3 separate regions of the Mus musculus genome follow, and all the other regions are linked to region 3. The links are chromatin contacts, called in public HiChIP or PLAC-seq maps. All regions are on one chromosome and are shown on one strand. The core of a region is the stretch at or near the end of the contact, and the rest is flanking DNA. Distances in the headings are between cores, read along the strand shown. Region 1 has its middle 120 kb from the start of Gm14009. Region 2 overlaps Morrbid (myeloid RNA regulator of BCL2L11 induced cell death). Region 3 overlaps Nphp1 (nephronophthisis 1 (juvenile) homolog (human)).

What was found. HiChIP or PLAC-seq counts read pairs in DNA pulled down with a chosen protein or histone mark.
Region 1: a contact with region 3 is called in an HNF4G HiChIP or PLAC-seq map of pancreatic cancer cells. The contact joins two enhancer-like sites.
Region 2: a FOXA1 HiChIP or PLAC-seq map of pancreatic cancer cells shows a contact between it and region 3. The contact joins two enhancer-like sites. A contact is called at or near these places in 1 of 15 datasets of contacts at CTCF or cohesin (large pre-B cells) and 1 of 115 datasets of contacts at active chromatin or transcription factors (pancreatic cancer cells).

Annotation. Positions count from the first base shown.
Region 1 is chr2:128,283,668-128,287,139 of GRCm38.p6, reverse strand. No RefSeq gene overlaps it. Among named protein-coding and RNA genes, the nearest start is that of Gm14009, 120 kb to the right of the region's middle. Within about 2 kb of position 2,124, at least 102 of the 459 cell types and tissues checked have an H3K27ac peak or open chromatin away from gene starts, as enhancers often do. A contact at or near this core is called in pancreatic cancer cells, where this site is marked.
Region 2 is chr2:128,390,621-128,394,181 of GRCm38.p6, reverse strand. The region is part of intron 1 of Morrbid (myeloid RNA regulator of BCL2L11 induced cell death); the gene reads left to right. Among named protein-coding and RNA genes, the nearest start is that of Gm14010, 30 kb to the left of the region's middle. Within about 2 kb of position 1,616, at least 57 of the 459 cell types and tissues checked have an H3K27ac peak or open chromatin away from gene starts, as enhancers often do. A contact at or near this core is called in pancreatic cancer cells, where this site is marked.
Region 3 is chr2:127,758,819-127,762,491 of GRCm38.p6, reverse strand. Nphp1 (nephronophthisis 1 (juvenile) homolog (human)) reads left to right here. Exons shown (of 20, transcript NM_016902.4): 12 at 1,256-1,330; 13 at 2,806-2,916. Among named protein-coding and RNA genes, the nearest start is that of Nphp1, 28 kb to the left of the region's middle. Within about 2 kb of position 2,276, at least 42 of the 459 cell types and tissues checked have an H3K27ac peak or open chromatin away from gene starts, as enhancers often do. A contact at or near this core is called in pancreatic cancer cells, where this site is marked.

The DNA of each region.
Region 1 (3,472 bases), core at 875-3,374, 520 kb before region 3:
ACATCATTGAGCTCGCAAGTAATGCACATTGCAAGCACTCAGAGTCACTTTGTCACACCAGGAGAGGCCAAAGACACTGTGCACACAGTAGGGACTCATGAAACGTTCCCTTTCTTCCTTCTTAGGGAATTTCTATTCTGTACTGAGTATTTCTCCGATAAGAAGGGTATTAGCCTTCTTAGGGTTTTGCTGTTGTTGCTTTATTTGAGAATACTTGTGAATATGGAAGATATTTCACGGGGGATGGAGGCAAAGATAAAGTGAAGGGCGTGGGGGAGGGGACCTGTGTGAGAATGGAGCACTGGATGGAGAAGGAGAGGAAGATGGGAGGTTTTAGGTAGGGCCCGGGCCTCCTCTCTGTGAAGGGCTGTGTTTGCCAGGACGGCTCAGGGATAAGCTCAAACCCAAGCTTGGTGGCCACACAGGAAGAATCTGGTGACTTAGAGTACAGCAGGGGCTGTGGAACACGGCACCCCTTGCCCACTCCTGGCGATGTCGCCTTTCAGCTTCTGTCCCGGAGACCTAAGGTCAAGGGACCACCTAGTCATGATCCTGCTTAAAGAGTTATGTGCAGTACAAATTGTCTCATGAAAAGAAGGAGTGAGCTTGTGGTGTGTGTGTGTGAATGTGTATGAGTATGTGTGTATGTGTAGTGTGTGATACGTGTGTGTGTGTGTGTGTGTGTGTGTGTGGTGTTTGAATGTGAGTGGGTGTGAATATGTGTGGTGTGTGTGTGACTATGTATGAATATGTGTATATGTGTGGTGTGTGTGTGTGAGTATGTGTGTGTGTGTGAGTATGTGTGTGTGTGTGTGTGTGTGTGTAAGTGAGCATATGTGTACATGAGAAAGATTGTTTGAGCCTTCCAAGTCTTAACACAATGCAGATTTGTTTCAAATGAGATGGGAGTTTGGACTGAGTCTCCTCAGGAAATAGAAAGCGGGACACGCTTAGTTGAGCTTGTGTGGCAGCACACTCCTTTATCCTAGTGTTCAGGGGACAGAAGCAGTCAGGTTCTCTGTGAGTTCTGGGCCAGCCTGGTCTACACAGAGTGTTCCAGGGCAGCCTGGTCTACACAGAGTGTTCCAGGGCAGCCAAAAATTATGATATGCCACAATCTACCCCATAACATGTTCAAATGTTACGTGTTAATCAAAATAAACTTAAGAAGTTTTTGAAGTAGAGGAGCCAAGCTTCCTGATATCTTCTTCATGTGTTTTACTTGTGTATCGAATTACCACACAACGCTCCGTTAAAGTCATAGCAACAGAAATGGGAGAAGACATGCTAATCCTAAGAATAAAGTAGTTATTTCTAAACCATCCAGTGTGACGGGAAGTTGTATCAGGCACCAGATTGTGCTGGCAAAGACAGAGGGACATGAGCTGGGTGCCTGTGCCAGTGTGGACAGTAATCCCTCGGGGAGATGAGGAGCCCGGGAAAGGCTCCCAGCAAGAGCCGATGAATGATGAATACCAAGTAGTGGGAGAAGGTGGGGCCCTGGTGCCAATCAAGTGTTTAGCCCACGCTGCCACGCGATACGTGGCCTTCCACAGCCTAGCGCCACATTGTTTCCTCTATTGGATTAGCTCCATGGATGTAAATTCATTCTTCTCCATTGGGGACCACAGCAGACCTCGAGACATGCCACAGAAGCGTTTGTGTCCACACACTTCGTGGGACCACGGGTGGAGGATGGTGCCTGCCCGTGGGTTTTCAGTGACTGTTTGTAGGAGAAATTGGTCTCATTATTTCCAGTTCTGTTCAGAGCAACTCAGCTTCTGCCCCACCATGAGGATCCCAGTCTACCGTGTCTTCCCTCATGGGCACTGTGGAGAGACTATTATAAATACCTCATCAGAGAATCTGCATGTGTAGAGGGGCCAACTCCCTCAAGCATATTGGTCCTCAACACTGTACTCTGCGGTGGTGGGCCTTGGGATATCTGTGTGTGGATCCCCCTGGTCCCTACCTTCCTGGCTTGAGAGATGAGGCTGGGTGACTAGCCAGTGTGGGAGGGAGATGGAGATGGCAGGCTTCTCAGGGCGCTGGACTTAGTAGGTCCCCTGGGGCCTCAGAGTCTGAAGCCCTCTGCAGGAGTCTATGTTCTGGCAAGCTGGGCTGCCTCTTGGCGCCATTCCCAGATGTGGAGTAATGAGGTCATCAGCGGGAGGCTGGGGCCAGCCTCTGATGGGCTGTGTCATTGTAGCTTTTCCTGGGGCTCTGGCTGAGGGGGCCATATTGCCCTTCCCTCTCACAGCTGGACTTGTGTTTGCTGCTCGCTCAAAACAAGCCTGTCGTGTTCAAAAATCCTGAATACGAAGTAAACTTATAAAGACACATGAAAGGGGGGGAAGGGCGGTGATGAGGGAAGGAGGGAGGAAAGAAGACAACGTGTGAGTATGGTTGTAGATGAACAAGGCACCATTCTCATGAATGAAGACGTTACATCTCTCTAGCTACCAGGACATGCAAGGGTCTGTCCTGCTGTGGTTTATTCACCTGCTTACGTATCTTTTGTACAGCCTTCCGTATCACGTTGTTCTCTGAGCGTGTGAGTAGCTCTCCTTTGTCCTCCCACTAGGCCTTGAACCACCTGTCTGGAGATGCTTTGCTATCTCTAGAATAGAAGGGCACATAAAGGGGGAAAGCAAGGCCAAGCTGGTGCTGCCAAGGAAGCTACAGATGTGCACGGTAGAATGGCCTAACGGAGAGGGAGGGAGGGGGATGGGAGAGGGAGGGGGAGGGAGAGGGACTCACATTCCTGAATTAAGCCCCGGTTTTTAGATTGGTTATTGTAATAAGCACCAGGCAGATACGATTGTATAAGGCCTGTTCTCTGGGAGAGCCCTTGCCCAAACTCCTACTGCTTGTCCTTCCGTCCATTCCTCAAGTCCTATCGCCTGGGGCCACTGTCACCAGGCAGCTTTCCCCAGCCTCCGCCCTCCCTACCTGTTGAGTTGAAGACAGGGATGGCTGCTTGGCTGAGAATCTAGACTCTAGCTCCATCAGGCATTCTCACTGAGCAGCTGCTGCTGCTGGGGTTGGGTTTCTTTAAGAGGCCACCTGTGCCCTTTGACACAGACCATTCAATCCTCTAGATGCAGGAGCCCAGGGGATGGCCCACTTCAAAGCCTGAGCTTGGCCATCATAGTCCTGAACTGCTTCTTGGCTCTATCCTTCCAAATAGAATAAATGCATCCTCTCCCACTCCCCTCTCTCTCCCTCTCCCTCTCCCCTCCCCCTCCCTCCCTCTCCGTTAGGCCATCCTACTGTGCACATCTGTAGCTTCCTTGGCAGCACCAGCTTGGCCTTGCTTTCCCCCTATATGTGCCCTTCTATTCTAGAGATAGGAAAGCGCATCCAGACAGGTGGCTCAAGGCCTATTCCCCAGCCAGAAGGTAGCTAGGCTGCAAGCACTCAAGTCAGTGGACAGAGGAGAGGCCTTGGTGACTAGAATTGTTATTGAAAC
Region 2 (3,561 bases), core at 367-2,866, 630 kb before region 3:
CATTAGAAAGTGTGATGCTCACCCCCGGGGGCCAGGGGCTGTCCATCTCAGTCACTCTACCCTCCCGTGGGCCTGCTTTAAGTCATCTTTCTCTGGGGTGGTGGCTTTCACAGTCATGTGAGTTTGGTACATGGCTGCCTTGAGTTTAGCTACAATATATAGTCGTGGTGTGTGTGTGTGTGTGTGTGTGTGAGAGAGAGAGAGAGAGAGAGAGAGAGAGAGAGAGAGAGAAATAAAATACCCTCTGCAAGGTCCTGTGGAGGTCACCGTCCTTAAGGACTCTGCCACCTGCAATGTGGTTGGACAAGAGTGAGTGTCCCAGGGCTCTTTTTATCGTGCAGTGACAATGTAGGGATTTCTATGGCAGAAGCTCGCGGGGTCATTTTTAAACTCGGGTGCATTGAGCATAATCGGCTAATTTTGGCTTTTAGTACTTCTGTAATTGAAGACAGACAGATTGCTAATTCGGTGTGTTTGAAACTTCCTCAAGATCGTTTGAGCAGCCTTGAGGCCAGGGTTGGTCATACTTTCATTTTAAACATAGTTATTTTCCCTCGGGGAAATGAGCAGGCCCTGCTTGGTGTGTGGTCTGGTGACTTGTTGATTTCAGAGTCCCACAGTATGGACATGAAGCCTGGTGGGGACGGCTGCTGGCTCACGGGTCACCTGACTGCCTTTGCGGAGGGTCCAGCTTTTGTTCTTATTTATAAGAAGGGTGACAAGAGGTCTTTGGTGGTGTGCCTGTGGGACTTAGCTGTTGGATTTCCAGCTTAACTGTCAAATGCAGAGTCTGATTCTCTGAGCTTGCTTTCATCTTGTTCCTAGGAAGAAATATTAGCTACTGCCCCTTTTTATGTTCTTATGTATTTCTATTCTGTATATTTTACCCTGCACAGCTATGCATGACGACAGGTCATTTGAGGCTTCTGAAAGAGAATTTTGTTAGCCAACCTCAGCTTTTTGGTGTTTTGGTTTGGTTTTGGACACCAAGTCACTAGTGACCCAATAAGAGAGACAGTTCAGAAATTAAGACGAGTTGACATTTACCTAAATCTGACTCCGTGGCCTCTGTGGCTCTGGTTTTTGTATTATTTCCTCAGACAAGCTGTAGCATTGGCCCAACATCAGAACTTTTCAGATCCAAGAGCAACACGGTGTGGACTCACTTCCTGTCCGAACTGCACGGACTTACCGACTCTGTGGGCTTTATGATGCAGAAGCAGTGTTCAATAGCTCATAAAGTTTATATCTCACACAAACTTACCTGTGATATTATTAATTACTATTTGGCTGCCTAGAAACTATTTTTCCTGTGGCCCTGTAATACCTCTTGTGGAGTAACATTGAAAAAAAAAATAAGTAAGGACCCTCATAATACAAAATAAATCTGACTTGCCTTTCTTGTCACTTACAGATGGGTTTTTAAAAAGCATCTTGCCTTTCCTATCAACAAAGCCCCCCACCCTCCCCCCCGTTTTTGTCAGTTCTTCTATTTATTTTGAAATACTAAACAATCGACTTCACTTGTCCTCGCGGCTTCTTATGTCTTGGGGGAATGACTCACTGATTTAGGCTCTCAGTCACCAGGGGCCAATGTCAGGATCCACAGAAACTTCCTGTTGTTTCGAATAGCTTCCCCCCAACCCCCTACACCCTCCCTCCTTCGAGGTGACAGAGTCTAGAGAATTCACAGGGCGTGGGGGGTGGGTCGGAGGTGGCGGGCTGGGTTATTTGACTTCTGAAATGAGTTTTAAAGTATCAGATTTAAAAGTGTGTCACTTACCAAACCCAAGATGTAGTGTGTCCCTGAGGTTTCTTGGTAGTGTTCTTGCTCCTGTGCTTCGTGCAATTAGAAAAAGAAAAAAAAAAAAATCACCTTTTGGTTTTTAGATTGTAAAAGCATCACTCCTGCCAGCAGACCTGGAGAGGGCCGTGGTGAACGGGGATTTACTTATTGCGGGACAGGGTAGCCAATAAACTGTCACCCTCTCCTGTGCTTAGGGTGTTCAGGGTATTTGTTAATGTTCAAAAAAAAAAAAAGTGGGATCACAATTCTGAGACACCAAGCGTAGATTACTTCATAGACAAAGAGTGGAAGCTGGAGATCGAGATCGGCGGGGCTGGAAGGGAGGAGGTGGGGGAGGGAGTGTAATGGGGCCAGCTTCAGTTTGAAAAGACAAAAATGTCCTAGAGAAAGGTGCTGCTGTCCATTGCGCAGCAACGTGAATGGAAACAGGACACTGAAGGACACACAGAGATGTGGTTAAAGTGCTCAGAGTGCTGTGACCATTAGCACAGTTTAAACAATGCACACACATCTGTGGAAATTGGGTGTTTGAATCACCGTGTAATAAAATATTAGCTAGATGTGATTTGTAAGAATTTACCAAAACTTCCATTCAGAATGGCTACTCTGACTATACACATGTTGTATACACTGTGGGTCTGGTTAACTAAGATGTGTGGTTTTTTTTCCCCACTTTTTTTTTTTTTTTTTAGAAATAAAGTTTAATTTTTTAATAATAAAAGAAAAAAGCCAGGTGTGGTGGTAAATGCCTTTAATTCCAGAACTCAGGAGGTAAAGACAAATTGATCTCTGTGAGTTCAAAGCCAACCTAGTCTACAAATTTAGTTCTAGGACAGCAAAAAAAAAAAAAAAAAAAAAAAAAAAAATCACTCTCTAGCTCAGAGGGTGGTCAGTGTGGGGTTCTTTGCATCCACTTCACCTGTCCCTAGGTGGGCTGTTTCTTCTTGCTGGGATTAGATCAGCCTAGGATCCCAACCTTTAATCTAGACATTTCTGTACTGTTGTTGTCTGCGGGACAAAACTTGTTGTTTTGGTTGTTTGCTCCAGCCTGAGACACCACAATGCCATCAAGCCAGGAGCCTTTCCTCGCTGATGAAGTTGTATTTGTAGTAACGCTCTCTTGTCTACAGCGAAACTGCGGCTCTTTCAGGAGGACATGAAAAACATGTCTTGTAGACTGGGTGGCTTTATGTGAACTTTGAACTAGGTAGAATCTGACCTGTGACTTAACATTTTTATTTGTATCTTTTTAAAAGTTTTTATTTAGGTTCTGAGGTTTGAGTCCTAAGCCTCTTGCATACTAGGCTAGGAGGCCCTCTACCACTGAGCTATACCCTTCTTAAAGAGTTTCAGAGTCTCACTCAGCAGCCCAGGCTGGCTTTCCACCTATGACCTATCAAAGCCTGCTGACTAGCTGAGCTACAGGCCTGGGCCATCAGCCACCCCTCCTTCTTATGTCTATTATTCTCTTGTGTGTGTGTGTGTGTGTGTGTGTATGTGTGGTATATGTGTGTTGGGTGTTAGGGGTGTGTGTTGGGTGTGTATGTGTGGTATGTATGTATGTGTTAAGCGTGCCATTTTACTAAGAGAAATACATAAATGAGAATTACCAACGTAATCTTTTCTTTTTTACAATGTTGGAGGCTGAGTCGAGGGCTTTGTACTCGCCAGGGAAGCACTGTGTCTCTGAGCTAAATCCCCAGTCCCTCCTCGAGGTGTCTATAAGTGGTCTTTATTAGCTAGAGAGCTAAAAC
Region 3 (3,673 bases), core at 1,027-3,526:
CAGCCAATTTTGCAATACTGATGAAAGTGTTTCTTAGAAAACTGTAATGTAATGAAACTAAAATAAGAATGAGCAATGTCTGTGGAAGAAATGAAAGCTTAGTAAGAAGCCTTTCTCTAGGGGACACTAGGCCTGCGTGGCTTCACTAATGACTGACTCCCAACATAAAAAGTTTTAGAACCAATCTCATATGAAGTTCTTGTATAGAACAGATATGAAGAAAACGCTTCATCTCATGAAGCCAGGAAAACCATGATGCCAAAGTATTCTATAAAAAGAAAGAAATTATACAACCGTATCCTTCATGGCTGCAGAAACTGAAATTCTAATCCAGTACTCAGGCTGAGCCTGGGTAGATACGACAGACACCATTGCACAGACAGGGGAGTGTCTGCTGAGAGTTCAGGTGTGTACAGCTACACAGCTAACATTTAACACTTGACAAGCAATCACTGTAATCTCTCATATTGACAGCACAAAGAAAAACGACCAGATGAACATAGAACAGATGTAGGAAGATGTGGGAAATTTCAAGGCCCAGTCATGATTTCTAAGACATTTTCTACAGAGCAGAAGCAGGGGAGAGTGCCCTGGTTCTGTACAGGACATAAGCAGCCCAGTGCACGTCACCAGGCCTAGCAGAAAAATGTCAGACATCGTCCCTAAGATCAGGAACAACTCAGAGATCTGAGAAGGAAGGAGGGAAAGGATGAGTCACATAGACCACAAACAGCAATCATAGCTGTTTATCAACTCACAAAACAGGATTGTAGTAGATTTCCCGTTATAGGTGTATCTAGTAGGAGTTCGTGTCCCCGTGCTGTTTACTTGAATTTTCCCACAATCTAAGGCTGTCACAACTAAGAAGTGCTGCTGTCAGAACCAAGTAAGGACATGCCATCTGTAGAGATAGCCTCCCCACACAGCCCAGTTCTCTGAGCAGTCCAGCAAAGGCTGCAGTGCCAAAGGAAGCAGGGAGCCTGGGGCTTTCGGCTGGATGCTGCATTTTTACAGATTTTTTCTTGTGGGTAGAGATGGTGCTCAGGGCCTCACATGTGCTCAACATGTGCTCTGCACTGGACTCCCCACCCTCAGCTGCCTGCTTGGTTTTTCTCTCCCTTCTAATCTTTTGTTCTTCCATTTTCAACACATACACATAGATGCAGACATTGTTGCTGGCTTGGGATTCAGATGTGCAGGGTCTCATTGGCCCCTACAATGTGGTTTCAAATGAAAAAAAAAAATCTCCTTTTAGGTCCTGAGTAATATCCATACAGTTCGAGCCGTGTGGCAGCCTAAGAAGCCAAAAACATGGACCTTCTCTCCTCAGGTAAGTCACCTGCTGGGAGCCTCCTCCTGTGCAGTAGAAGGGGCACCGGAAGCTTCCAGAGTGTGCTGCATGGGACGTGCAGTGTTTAGGGCAAAATGGAAATCTTCATTATTTTTTGCAAGAGTCCCTCAGGTCCCTGACTCACTGAAGCTGTGACCACAGCCTCTAGGTGGATTTCAACTTTAGGAAATGTCCTTTCATGGAGCAGAAAACAAGAAGTAAGATTAGGATTGGGCGTTTTTCAAAATGAAATCTTCCAACTGTGCTAATGGCACTTGGTATTTCCCTCAGATAGGAATCAAAGGCTGGCGTGTCACACCCAGATCCCGCCGAGGCTGTGGTGAGGTTAGGGCTTCGAGCCCCTGAGTCAATGTCACACAGACACTGCCTAGTGAGTCAAGAGAGTCTTCGTGTACTTTTGACAGTATTGTTTGTGGTTTGCTTTTTCCTACCTCCAAGGACTCATGGCTTCATCGTTTGCCTCCCTCCCACAACTAACCCCTTTGTTCCCCTGCACCCTAGAAGCCCTTCAGTTCCCTTCCTCCTACTGCATCAGGTCTTAGCACAAGACAGGTCAGGGAGAGGGCACAGGCTGTGCTGGAGGCTCAGCCACCTCACTTGATGTGACTTGTGTCCTCGATGCTCCGTGGCACAGCTCCTCAAGCCCTTTGTTCCCTCACCCCCGCCTCTAGGGAGCACTGCTTGTCCTTTGGCTCAGACCTTCACAGTTTGCCCCTCATCTCTGGCAATGCGCAGCGTTAAAAGTCGGATTTCCTGGTTTCCCGGGACGTGAGGATGGGCTGAGGAATAATATGGGTGCTTTTCTTGCATGAAGCTGATCACATCACATGCTCTGGTGATGTGGGAGGAGTGTACATGTGCACTTACATTTGTGAGCAGCAGCAGTATCCACTACTGATAGATTATGGCCTTGGACAGGCCACATGCACCGTGGCCTTCAGTCCTTTAGAAATAGTGTGATGTAACAAACAGGATGTGTTTTGTCACAGCTCTGGGGTTGACTGATAGTTCTTTGCTTCTTTGCCTTTTCTAAGCAAAAAATAAATAAAAATTAATAACCAATCAACCAACTAAACAAACAAATCAAGAAGGTTTAAGGTAATTTCCCTGTCAACAGGAAAGCTAAATGTTTCTGCTTCTAATCATTCACGTGTGAATCTGGTCCATCTACTTTCAAGAACATTTTTTGTTTGTTCATTTTACATTTGTCTATTTTAACATATCATATGCTAAAACTATACATGCAAAAGAAGGGGAGAGGATAGCTTGGAGGTGTCAGTACTCTCCTCTACTTTGTGGGTCCATCCAGGGATCAAACTCAAGTCTTCAGGCCTGGCTGCAAGCCCTTTGCTCACTGAGCCATCTCTGTGGGCCCTTTAGTATAGCAAGAGCCCTTTGCTGATGAGGGACACTCTTCACTTCTGTCAGTAACTTTGGCTTCCTTATCTTTCTAGGTCACTGGCATCTTGCCATGCTTGCTCGATGGTGACTGTTTTATCAGGTCCAATTCTTCAACTCCAGACCTTGGGATATTATTTGAACTTGGAATTTCTTACATTCGCAATGTATGTCAAAACTGAAAGACAAACTGTTCTAATGCATCAAAGGGGAATCGTTAGAACCATATCTGACTTACAAGCAAAGTGATAGAAGCTATGTTAGCTACACTTGTGGTGTTCTGGTAAAACGCCCTGACAGAAGTGTTTATTCAGGGGAAGAGTTTATTCCAGCTCACAGTTCCAGGGATAAGAACACCATGGCAGGGAAGCACGCCAGGCAGCAGAGGGAGGCCTAGGCTCACTGCAGCAGCAGTCAAGAGGAAGGCAGGCAGGGAACAAATGGGACTGGACTGTAACCTCAAGGCTGCCCCAGTGACCCACTTCCTCCAGCAGGGTCTACCCCTAAAGGTTCTGCAACCAAAATCCCAAACAGTATACCAGCTGGAGACCAGGTATTCAAACATACATGCCTTTAGGGGAGATCCACACTGAAACCACAAAGAAGGATTTCTGTGTATCAGAAATTAACTCTGAAGGAACCAGATTGATGCTGACTCTCATTTTTTTTTTTAATTATTCATTTTATGTGAGTACATTATTGCTATCTTCAGACACACCAGAAGAGGGTGTCAGATCCCATCATAGATGGTTGTGAGCCACCATGTGGTTTCTGGGAATTGAACTTAGTACATCTGGAAGAGCAGCCAGTGCTCTTAACCACTGAGCCATCTCTCCAGCCCATGACTCTCTCTTTTTTTTTTTTTAAATTATTTATTTATTTATTTAGTTAGTTAGTTAGTTAATTAGTTTTCAAGATAGGATT